Linked DNA regions of Solanum lycopersicum: region 1 is linked to region 2. A link is a contact called in public HiChIP or PLAC-seq data. All regions are on one chromosome and are shown on one strand. Each heading gives the region's core, a stretch centred on a gene start, on an enhancer-like site or on the middle of the called end of the contact. The rest is flanking DNA. Distances are from core to core; before and after follow the strand shown. Region 1 holds the start of ME1 (NADP-malic enzyme). Region 2 holds the start of LOC101258044.

Region 1 (5,257 bases), core at 654-3,153, 180 kb before region 2:
CTCGAGTCTTTTTCATTAACATGGAAGTAGGAATTGTTAAATGAATGCTGAAAACAGATGATCTTTGAAAGAAAACGACATGGAAGTTCAGCCCTTCTAAAAAAATACATAGAGCAACCGCATTTATGATATCCCAAGACGGCTCAAGAGCAGACTGTATTAATTCGAACTTAATGCAGAATGTATATCAAGAGCAAACTGCGTTAATGATATCTCAAGAAGGCTCAATCAGTAACTAACAACTTCAATACATTAAGAAATAAACATATAATATACTCAAACTTAATGCTCATATCTTATAATTGTTGCATCATCATGATGCTTTTTATTGAAATTACTAACTTCATCAAACAATAAATACTCTAAATTAATATGGAAAACTCAATCTACAACAAGGCTTATAGAAATAGCCCCAAATTCCTGGGATCACCCTTTGGAAACAGTGTCTCGTGATACACCTTACCCTCCGTGGACCCCACTTGTGCGACCTCGCCGAGTATGTTGTTGTTGTACCCTTGGTGACTGTTGGAGCATAGAGGCATCATACTTAGGAAACAGTATCTATAATGTAAAATTATAGGTGACTAAAGAAAACAGTGACTAACACAAAATATGTCCACCATTGGTTTACCAAAAAGACAAATCCCAATAGCTCTTTAGTGGGGACAAATTCTTATATATTCTTTTTTTTCCCCAAAAGATTATAATAATTGTAAAAGAAATAGAAGAAAAGCAAGTGCCTTTATTTGATATTAACAAAACATCTAAGAAAATCAGATCATGCATATGTAGACAAAAGGTTATAAGTCTAGCTGTGATGAAAGCTCAATTTCTTTTCTTTTTTAAATCAAAAAAAAAGCCAGAATACAAGAGCCTCTAATACCAGATAACCCCATTTAGTTGGACCGACATGAACATTCATCTCGGTCACAGATTCAAGCCGTGAAAACAGCCTTCGTATACAATACACTCTTGTGGTCCGGCCTTCCCGGTCCTTAATTGAATTAATCAAAATCCATCTAAATCTTGAACTTAAACCCCATCTGGGAACAGAAAGCATAGGATTATCAATTCAAATTCAAAAGAAGTAATTTTTCACCTAGCAACAGATAAGGTCCAAGGTGTGATGGATTGATCTTCTGTGGCACTATCCTCACCATAAACGTCTTGAACTCCACCAGTAACAGTAGATTTAACCTCCATCTCAACCGGTGCAGGACTTTCCGTCAAAGCATTCTCAACCAATACACTAACACTTCCATCTCCAGGTTTTCCGTTTGAGTTCACGGCGGCTACCACCACCATAGGAGCTGAAACTCTTCTGCTTGACTGATTCAAACATCTTGAAACCCCAGATAACGAATTGTTCTGCAAATTACAATAAAACAATCACAATAACACAAAATAGAAATCAAAGATTGTCCACAAGTAAACAAAAACACTAATCAACAGCTTTTCAACTCAATTCTAAATATGGGTATGTCTAAATCAATCTGAATATTCATGAATCACATCAAGATTCCTTTTTTTTCAGTTTCAGTGAAAAAAGAAATCTGGGTGTTGTTCCCTTTTCCTTATCCTATCTCTATCACTCAAAATTAACACTTTCAGCTCAATCTATGAAAATGGGAGTCGTAAAAAACTCAATCTGAATCAAAGAACTAACAATCAATCAATCAACACAATTTCTCCTTCTTCTTCTTCATTTCATCAGACTGTGAACAATCAAAACAGAGATTCAAGAAATGGGTCACTGGTATTACCGTAAAACTGGTGCCATTCAAGGAGAACATGGCTGAGTTTTGGGCAGAGTGAGAGAGAAGAGATTGTTTGTGATAGATCTGCTCAAAAAGTACTGCTCTTTATCTTCCTCTCTCCTACTTGTCCTCACAACTCTGCAATTTTTCAGGGCATTTTGTAGCAAACCAAATTAGTACCACTTTCCTTTTTATTTTCTTTTTTTCACTGTTCAACTTTTTTCTATTACACCATTTAACCTTTTTCGGACACGCTTTCAATAAGATTTTCTTTTATTAATATTTGGATACGAATTTGGATTTGAAATCTTTGTAAGAATATGAAAATACTTTTACACATTCCATAAGTCATTTTCTTTCTATTTTAAAAAGAATGATTTTTTTAAGTATGTTTTAAAAAGAATGATTTTTTTAAGTATGTTTTAAAAAGAATGATCTTTTTTTTTATAATAATTTTTCACGTGATATGTTTAAAGCCAGAAGATTAAAAAATAATTTTATATATTTGGCATAACTTTAATTTAGAACCACATGATCAAAAGTCTTCTTTATTTTCTTAAATTTCATGTCAAATCAAACTAGGTCGTTATTTGTGAAACGGAGGATAATAATCTAGGTTGGTAACCCTGCCTCCAAATGAACCCAACTAGAATATTTATTTTATTTTTCTAAATTTTTTTAGTTCATGTAAAAAAAAGGGATTTTTAGATGCATATATATATTTATAATTTAATTTAAGTTTAATTTAAAATTATATTAATTGAGACTGGTGAACTGTAATAGAAATTACATTTCTACTTATAAAGCACTTCTTTTATTGTTATATAAAAATGAGTAAATGTGTTTTTATTAAAATTTGATATTTAGATTATTAATATATATTTTTTCAAAAATAACATATAACATGTGAGACTGTTAAGAAAGGAATGATTTATTTTTCTTTTTAGTTTATTTTGAAAAGATGATTTTTTTTTATAATATTTTAATTTTAGTTTTTTATGTGCTATGTTTTATGTCAGAAAATTAAAAGGTACTTTGACATAATTTTAATTTAACATAATAATATTTTTTTAAAAATTATTGTATTAAGCTTCACGTTAAATCAAATTAAAATATTAATTCAAATATTAATCATATTTTAATACCTTAACATAGATTTTAATTAAAGTAAATAATTGTAATTTTCCAACTAGAAAATATTTATTCTTCTATGAAAAAATTGGTTATAATTTTAGTTTGTTGAATTATGTTTGCTTCTTCCTCCTTATTGTCTTGAGCGTAATAAAATATTTAGACATTTTTTATTGGTCAGACATTTAAATTAATTAATATACATTGTATTTCATGCTAATTTTTTTTTAAAAAAAATCAAACTCATGAGGACACGATATATACCTATGATTTTTTCTACATTGACTGACAATCCAAGAGAATATTATTTCCTTTTAATTTGACATAATTTAATAAGAATTTTAAAAAAATATATGATAATATTTGTATAATTATAACTTTTATTAAAAATTTGATGTAAAAAAATTTATTAAAGTAATATTTCAAAAAAGTGGTATTAATTTGAATTAACTAACTTTAAAAACATCATGAGAACCATGTGTTGGAAAAAAGAATAAGAAAGTGATGCTGGGATCTGTTTGTGCATCTCTGTGGACATCTGACATATGAATTGTATATGTTTTGCAAAAGATTTTGTGATTTGCATCTAAAAAACTAACAAGGAATAATATTTTTTCGTATCGATTTATATTAAATTATACTATATCACGTAAATTAGAATTAAAGTGTTTTTAGCTACACGTTTGAGACCACTTAGTCCTAACATGGATGCAAGTCATGTCTATTTCTGCTTTGGGGATTTTGTTCTCATCCCTTTAACAACACAAAAAGGAATTTTTTTTAAAACTTCCTAGTAGTTGTTATTATACCATATAATTAAGGAAAAATAATTAGAAAAAAATTTTAATTACGAGAAATGAATAAAATTATCTTTTGTTTATAATTTGACTTTAATATATCTGTCATCAGTTTTTTATTCAGAAATACTTTTGTAATTAATATTTTGATCTACAAATGCCTCTATAGTTATTAAATGGGTTAAAAAATTCTTTATTCTAAATAAATATATTATTTCTTTTTTTAAAAATATAATTTCTTTTTAATTAAAATATTATTAAAAAATTGTATTCTTGTTTTTTTCTTTTAAAATCGGTTTAACAAATAAAAATATAGGAAATAACTTTTTTCTTCTTAAATCTCATTTATTAATTAAATAGAATAATTTCATGTACCCTTTGATGGATTATATATATAAGAATATAATATATTCGTCATTTATTTTTATTTATATAACAATAAAATTAATTGTAATAAAATAAGAGAAAAAAAATTAATTGAAGTAGGATAAATATATCTTTTTTAGAAATAATATTATTAGAAAAAAATATATTAAAAAGAAAATAAAGAATATATTTATTCGAAAATGGGCATTTTTAACTCATTAAATAAAAATAAAGACATTTTGAATCAAAATATTAATGACAAGAACATATTTGAATCAAACTATAAATAGAGCATTTTTATATATTTTATCTAGTTTAAGGCCTTTTTTTTTTTTTTACCTTTTTTCCTATAATTAATTTTAAATTTGTTCTTTAATAAATATTTAACGAGTAATAAAACAATATTAATTATTAAAAGAAACATCCAATGGAAAGTGAATAACACAAGCCATTCAATTTTGGTGGGTAGGGTAGACTGCCTAGGTTGGGTGGAAGATGTAATGTTGTATAATTGGAGTCCATGCAATTAATCACAAACATAGGCTCAATCATAGTTTTACGTAGCGGATTTAAAATCTAAAAAAATAGACATATGAAATAATTAAAAAAGATTTAAAAATTATAATTATATATAAATAATATAATTTTTCATCAAGAAATTCAAATAAACCCCTTAATTATATCTGTCACTGATCACAAATATTATCTTTACAATCAAAATAATACAAAATACTGTATACGTTTGAAATTACATCCACACAAAACCATGATTTTTCACATCGTATAGTTCGTTTAATTTGGACATTAATGATGATGACAAACCATTTATTTGGCCAATCAAATTAAAATGGGTTTCTTTTTTATTTTTAGGTATAGAATGAATATTTGTTTTATAAAAATACCATAAAACTAAAATAAATAAATTGTAAATGGCCTATAAAACTAATTCTCCCGGAAATTGACATATTTGACATGTCAAATTATTCTACATTTTTTTTTCGTTTGGCGTGTGATATTTATTTTAAAATTTGACTAATTCGAATTCATATATGAAAGTTTCATCTTTTTCTTATAGATAAAGTATTATATATAAAAGATAACTCTAAATTCAAAACTCAAATATAAAACTTCTAACAAAAAATAGAGAATTTCTTATTCCACGGTTGGATGGCGCAAAAAAGAAATTCTAATTTGTTGCTAACCACT
Region 2 (5,203 bases), core at 630-3,129:
TAAACAATACAATCCATAATAACAATTACATGTTATTCATAGACAATAGCAACACTATTCTAAATCAAGACACATACTTTTTCGATTTTGAATACAAAGACAATTGTTACAAATACTCTGATCCAATCTATTAGAAAAATCAAAATTTTATGTGTTTGAACAATTTCAATTGAACATTCAAATATTGTAATGGTAATATATTTAATGATCTTACTATTTCATAAAGATAATTAAATACCGCTTTATCAACTATTTGGTCTTCGTTATTCTTTTTGAATTTCCCACCGCAAAGATTCTACATCGGTTCTAAACTTAAGGAAGATTTTGTATACGGATTTGGTCATGTACATGCTTAGATCGACTCTCTTCCGCAAGTTTTAGTCGTTGATCCAATCTTATCTATCATTCCTTGAGTAATAAATAGATTAAATCGAACCAACATCTATCAACTACCAACAAGGAGTCGTTTTGGTTAAACATTTTGGTTAGCAGGCAGGTTGTGTTGGGAAAGACAAGGCACTAACAAAGAGTGCCTGACAGGATAACAGCGGAAGAATACCCAAGTCTATACTTTCCCTTTTCGATTTGAACCAAGAGAAAAACAACTACAAGCAATATGATAGTAAGGCAGCAAGTAATTCAACCAAACAAATATAACAAGGCAATAATAAACCAATCACACAAGACACCAAGATTTACGTGGAAAACCTTTGATATGAAGAGTAAAAAATCACGAGACCAAAAGCTCCACTATAATCACCAAGAGTTACAATATTGTTCTCCAAAATTGTCCACAAAACAAGTATCAAACAACGAGCAACAAAAAAATTAGATTGCACCAAATCTAGAGAATTAAAGGAGCAAAATCACCAATTTCGCAGCTACTGTTCACGACAGGAAAACTGAAGATGCAGGCCACCAAATCCAACTCTGTCAGTTCCTAATCAAAGCTTGAAATGAAGATAATATGCTGTCCAAAAATCAGCTCAATCGGACAAGAAACGAAGCGGAAATCGCAATTTGAAGTTGGCTGTTAGGGCTGAATTTTGACTGCGAAAACTGCTCTCTTTCTCTCTTTTTGGCTGCTGAAAAAACTCTCTGTGTATATGAAAATAAGACCAAAATAGGCTTATATTTGCCTCATAAGAATGGGTCTATGAGCAAAAATGGGTTGGTCCAAAATGAGCTTTTATTTATCCACATAGGAAGGGAAAAAAGGCCCATAACCCAACAGGTTGCTTATTACTATTATACATAATTCCCTTTTCTTGTAGGTAATCATAATGTGTTATTAGGTATTTTATAGTATATGATAAATATATCTTGTTAGGTGTTAATTCTTTATATAGTAAGACTCATATGATTTAGGTATTTAGATTCCACTTCATTAGTGCGGATACGCTTTGAACAAGAAACATGAGAAATTGCTAAAAAATTAATGATAAAGTCAGATACCTCTTGTAATCCTCTTAGAATCGTTCATTAAAGAGGGTTTTTGAGGTTTTCAATATCCAAAACCCTAAATGAAATTGAAGAAGGTACTACTCCACTAAACAAACAAAAATTTTGAAAGATTTAAACAAAAAAAATCAACAAATTTAAAAATCGAATAAAAATGCATACCTTAATGAAAGGGATTGTTATAAATATCTCTAGAGATATATTTTTCATATTTTGAAGAAAAAATCAAAAAAATGAAAGAGAGAGAATATGGGATTGGAAGAATGGAAGAACTGAATTAGAAAAATTACTATTTTTGAAAACGTACGAAAGAGAATGTATTGGAAACGTGTGATTAAGGGAATGTGAGATTAAAAAAAGAACTAAAAAAAGGATACACTTTATTTTATAAAATATTGATATTTTGACAATTTTAATAATATTTATAAAGAATAATTTTTTATTAATTATGTCAGGATTTTTGACTCGATTACTAATTTTTCCTTCATTCTCCTGACCCTATCGCGTACTGTTCTTCTTTCTTTCAGATGCGAAATCCAGCGATTCCGGCGCAAGTAGAGTCCCGACGCTGTTCATCGCAAATCGCGAGCCCAGTCCAGCGAAATCGACCGGAGTCCGTCGTTCTCGCGTACGGAACCAGGTGTCGAAATCTCCCGTCTCTTTCGTCCTTTGCTTCGAATCGGATGACTATCTTCATTCTTCCGTTGAGAATTGTAGAGGTATTGGTACAAAGCTAGCAGCCTTATCTTATCTTTCGGGGGGAGATTTTTGAATTTTGATTTTCAAAAACTTATCCCGTTTTCCCCTTTCAAAATATGCCCTAATTTCCCCCATATAAAAACCTCCCACTTATTCACTATTTGAGGTTGACGAGGAGAGCTGGAGAATAAAGGGAGGTAGAGAAAATGATAGTTTAGAGAGAAAGGATTTTCTGAGGTCGAGAGTAAAAACTTGAACAAAAAAAAAACATTCTCGATTAGAATACAAAAGGATTTGAGTCTCTTTGGAATCTGTTTGTTCTTTCATGCATCTTTGGAGCTCGCTGAAGTTTTCGGAATTTACAGTGTGGTGGTGGAAGTTCTGATCGAGTCCGGACTCGTCTCAGTTTGCTGCTCCGAAAGAGGTAAAAATGACTTTAGTTTTTCTTTGTTATTTTATGATTAAGAGTTTTATGAGTTTTGCGATTGAAGCAATGAACTGCTATTCCAAATTCACTTCATAGTTTCAATATAGCTTGGTTTTGTTCTGAAAAGTCGATTGATTCTCGATTTAGTTATGCTTGAGTAGCCTATGTTCTTTTGGTTCGAGATGAGTTTGATGACTGTTTGGTTATGTTTTCTCTGTTTGCTCATGTTCTAGATTGATTATTTTTGGAATATGTGCGATCACTATCGGTCAACGGACCAGGTCCCTTGACACAGCAAGAACAGTGCTGAAGATTAAATAATATAAAGAACACAACACAAGCAGTTTACGTGGAAACCTCCTTGCTCAAGGGAGTAAAACCACGACTTGTTGCACAGGATTTACAACCGTCTTCACTAATCTTCTCAAGCAAAAGTGAAACTCTGTTACAATCAATGTGTGAAAAAGTTATTAATCTCACGATCAAGTAATCTACCTATTACTTGAAGAGCCTAAGCGGATACAACACCGCCCACTAAACCACCTAACTCTAGATGACTTAGAATTTGACTAAGCAACAAACTAATATTGCCCACTAAATCAGTTAATCTTAACTGATTTAGACTTTTACAAACCCAAAACAAATATCTGAATCCTTTATAGATTAGGAACAAATTTACAATGTAAGTACATAAATACAAAGCTCTAAATACAACAAAGATTCTTCTTTACTCTATCAGGTCCTTCTGTTGAGTTGAGCAATGTTCTTCCTTGAAAATGACCTTTTGTTCAAGCTTGTGAATTTTCAGAGAAAATCCAAGTTCAATTTGCCAAGTCTCAAATTTGTGTTTGTTGGAAAGAGATAATATAATTTCCCACAAATTCGTTGAAGTCATCCCATTGGCTGAAGGGCTGCTGTTAGAAAAGTTGTGCACCTACCGCATCAGAGATGACAACTGTCTTTTCGTCCTTTTCACGTCTTAGTCTTGCGGGTACCATGTCCCTTGCTTGCGGGAACCAGGTTGCAAACTTCTATATAAGTTCTTGAAAAGGCTTGCTGACTGACTTCTTTCTTTGGATGAATGAATATAATATGGTGTTTGTCATGCTAAAAGTATCAAACATAAAGAGTTATTATCCGTTGGACAAACACCTTCCTCCATTCTGATTGGTGTAGTACACTGACGTCTTATCAACCTCTCATGACAGCTTTACAGATGTAACCAATTATATATCTGATGGAGGAAACTCTGTCTGGTACCAGGTCCCTGCATTTGTGAGATACTGAAACATACAATCTCGTCCACTCTTCTTATTGGTGTAGGATACTACACTTTCACCTACCACCTGACATGACAGCTTTTATGACTGTACCCCATTTGTATCTGGACGAGAGCACTCTGCCAGGAACTAGGTCCCCGCATTTGTAAGAATCATCAAAACACGTAGAATATAACAATTATAGTCTTCCATCCATTCTAATATAACTTGATTATTATTTATATCCTATTTCGAACACTGGTATGTTTTAGCCTTTTGAAGTTGTTCATTCAAGTTAGTATCAACATGCTCTCATACTTATCAGAGTACTATACAGTTTCTGTATTTATTCAGATGGCTACTAACCCATCCTCTGTATCCATCTCAGTTTCATTCATGTTTTATCACTAAATCTGTGTTTCAATGTGAGGTTATGTTATTTTCAAGAGTTCAGTTGTTTGTCATTCTCCTTTTATTTTATTTTACTTCGACTAGTGTTCTTAATCTTGATCTCTTCAAGTCTTCTGAAATTGGACCTCATCGAAAGTTTGAGTTCTTATAATTGTATACATGTTTAGTAGCTTCTCTTATCTTAGTATTTGTTCACTGTTTTATAGTTAATACAAAGGGCTGATCTTTGTTTAAATTTAGCTTTTTGAGTTTGATCGATTTCTCATCTTCTTTAGTTTCCAGTTGATTTCTTGTTGTTTAGTCATAGACTTTGATGATTTGTTTAGTATTTAAGTTACAAATATTGGCCCCTTTTTGGAAGTAAAATGTCGTTATGGTGTACTTAATTTTATGTTAGCTTGTTTGCCTCTCCATAAACACATCAGTATGAATTTTACTCCATTCTTAAGCAAATACGAATGTGTTTGCCTCAGTTAGTCATTACATTTTGTTCTAATTGTGATATATTAGTTGTTTATGTGAAAAAATTGAATTGTACTTGTGCAATTAATTTAATCATGTCATTGTTTGAAATTCCCATGTGCTTAACTCATTTTCCTTTCCAAAGCTAATTACTCCCCTCTGTTTGAAATTGTTTGTCATGTTGCGTTTATCGAAAGTTCATTTGATTAATTTTCAAAGGTAAATTAGATCACGTTAATTTGATATTTTAAATAAAAAAAATTAGATATTCTAAAACTACATGAAAAGTATTATAAATTATAATTTTCTGCATTTTAATTTGATTGAAAAAATAAATCTTAAAATGTTAGTCAAAGTTTTTATAGTTTGATACTTTAAATCTTAAAATAGAAACCATGACAACACAATTTTTATAATTTTATTTTAATTTGTTTCATGCATGTGGATTTGTCAGTATCTCCCTGATTTTCACATTTTGTGGTAT

What was found. HiChIP or PLAC-seq counts read pairs in DNA pulled down with a chosen protein or histone mark.
Region 1: an RNA polymerase II HiChIP or PLAC-seq map of leaf shows a contact between it and region 2, with 7 times the contacts expected there. The contact joins the promoter of ME1 here to the promoter of LOC101258044 in region 2. A contact is called at or near these places in 3 of 8 Hi-C or Micro-C datasets (all in leaf) and 1 of 1 datasets of contacts at active chromatin or transcription factors (leaf).

Annotation. Positions count from the first base shown.
Region 1 is chr12:61,610,143-61,615,399 of SLM_r2.1, reverse strand. ME1 (NADP-malic enzyme) reads right to left here and starts at 1,903. Exons shown (of 20, transcript NM_001247529.2): 1 at 1,764-1,903; 2 at 1,100-1,368. The coding sequence starts at 1,793.
Region 2 is chr12:61,431,977-61,437,179 of SLM_r2.1, reverse strand. LOC101258044 reads left to right here and starts at 1,879. Exons shown (of 10, transcript XM_069292363.1): 1 at 1,879-2,584.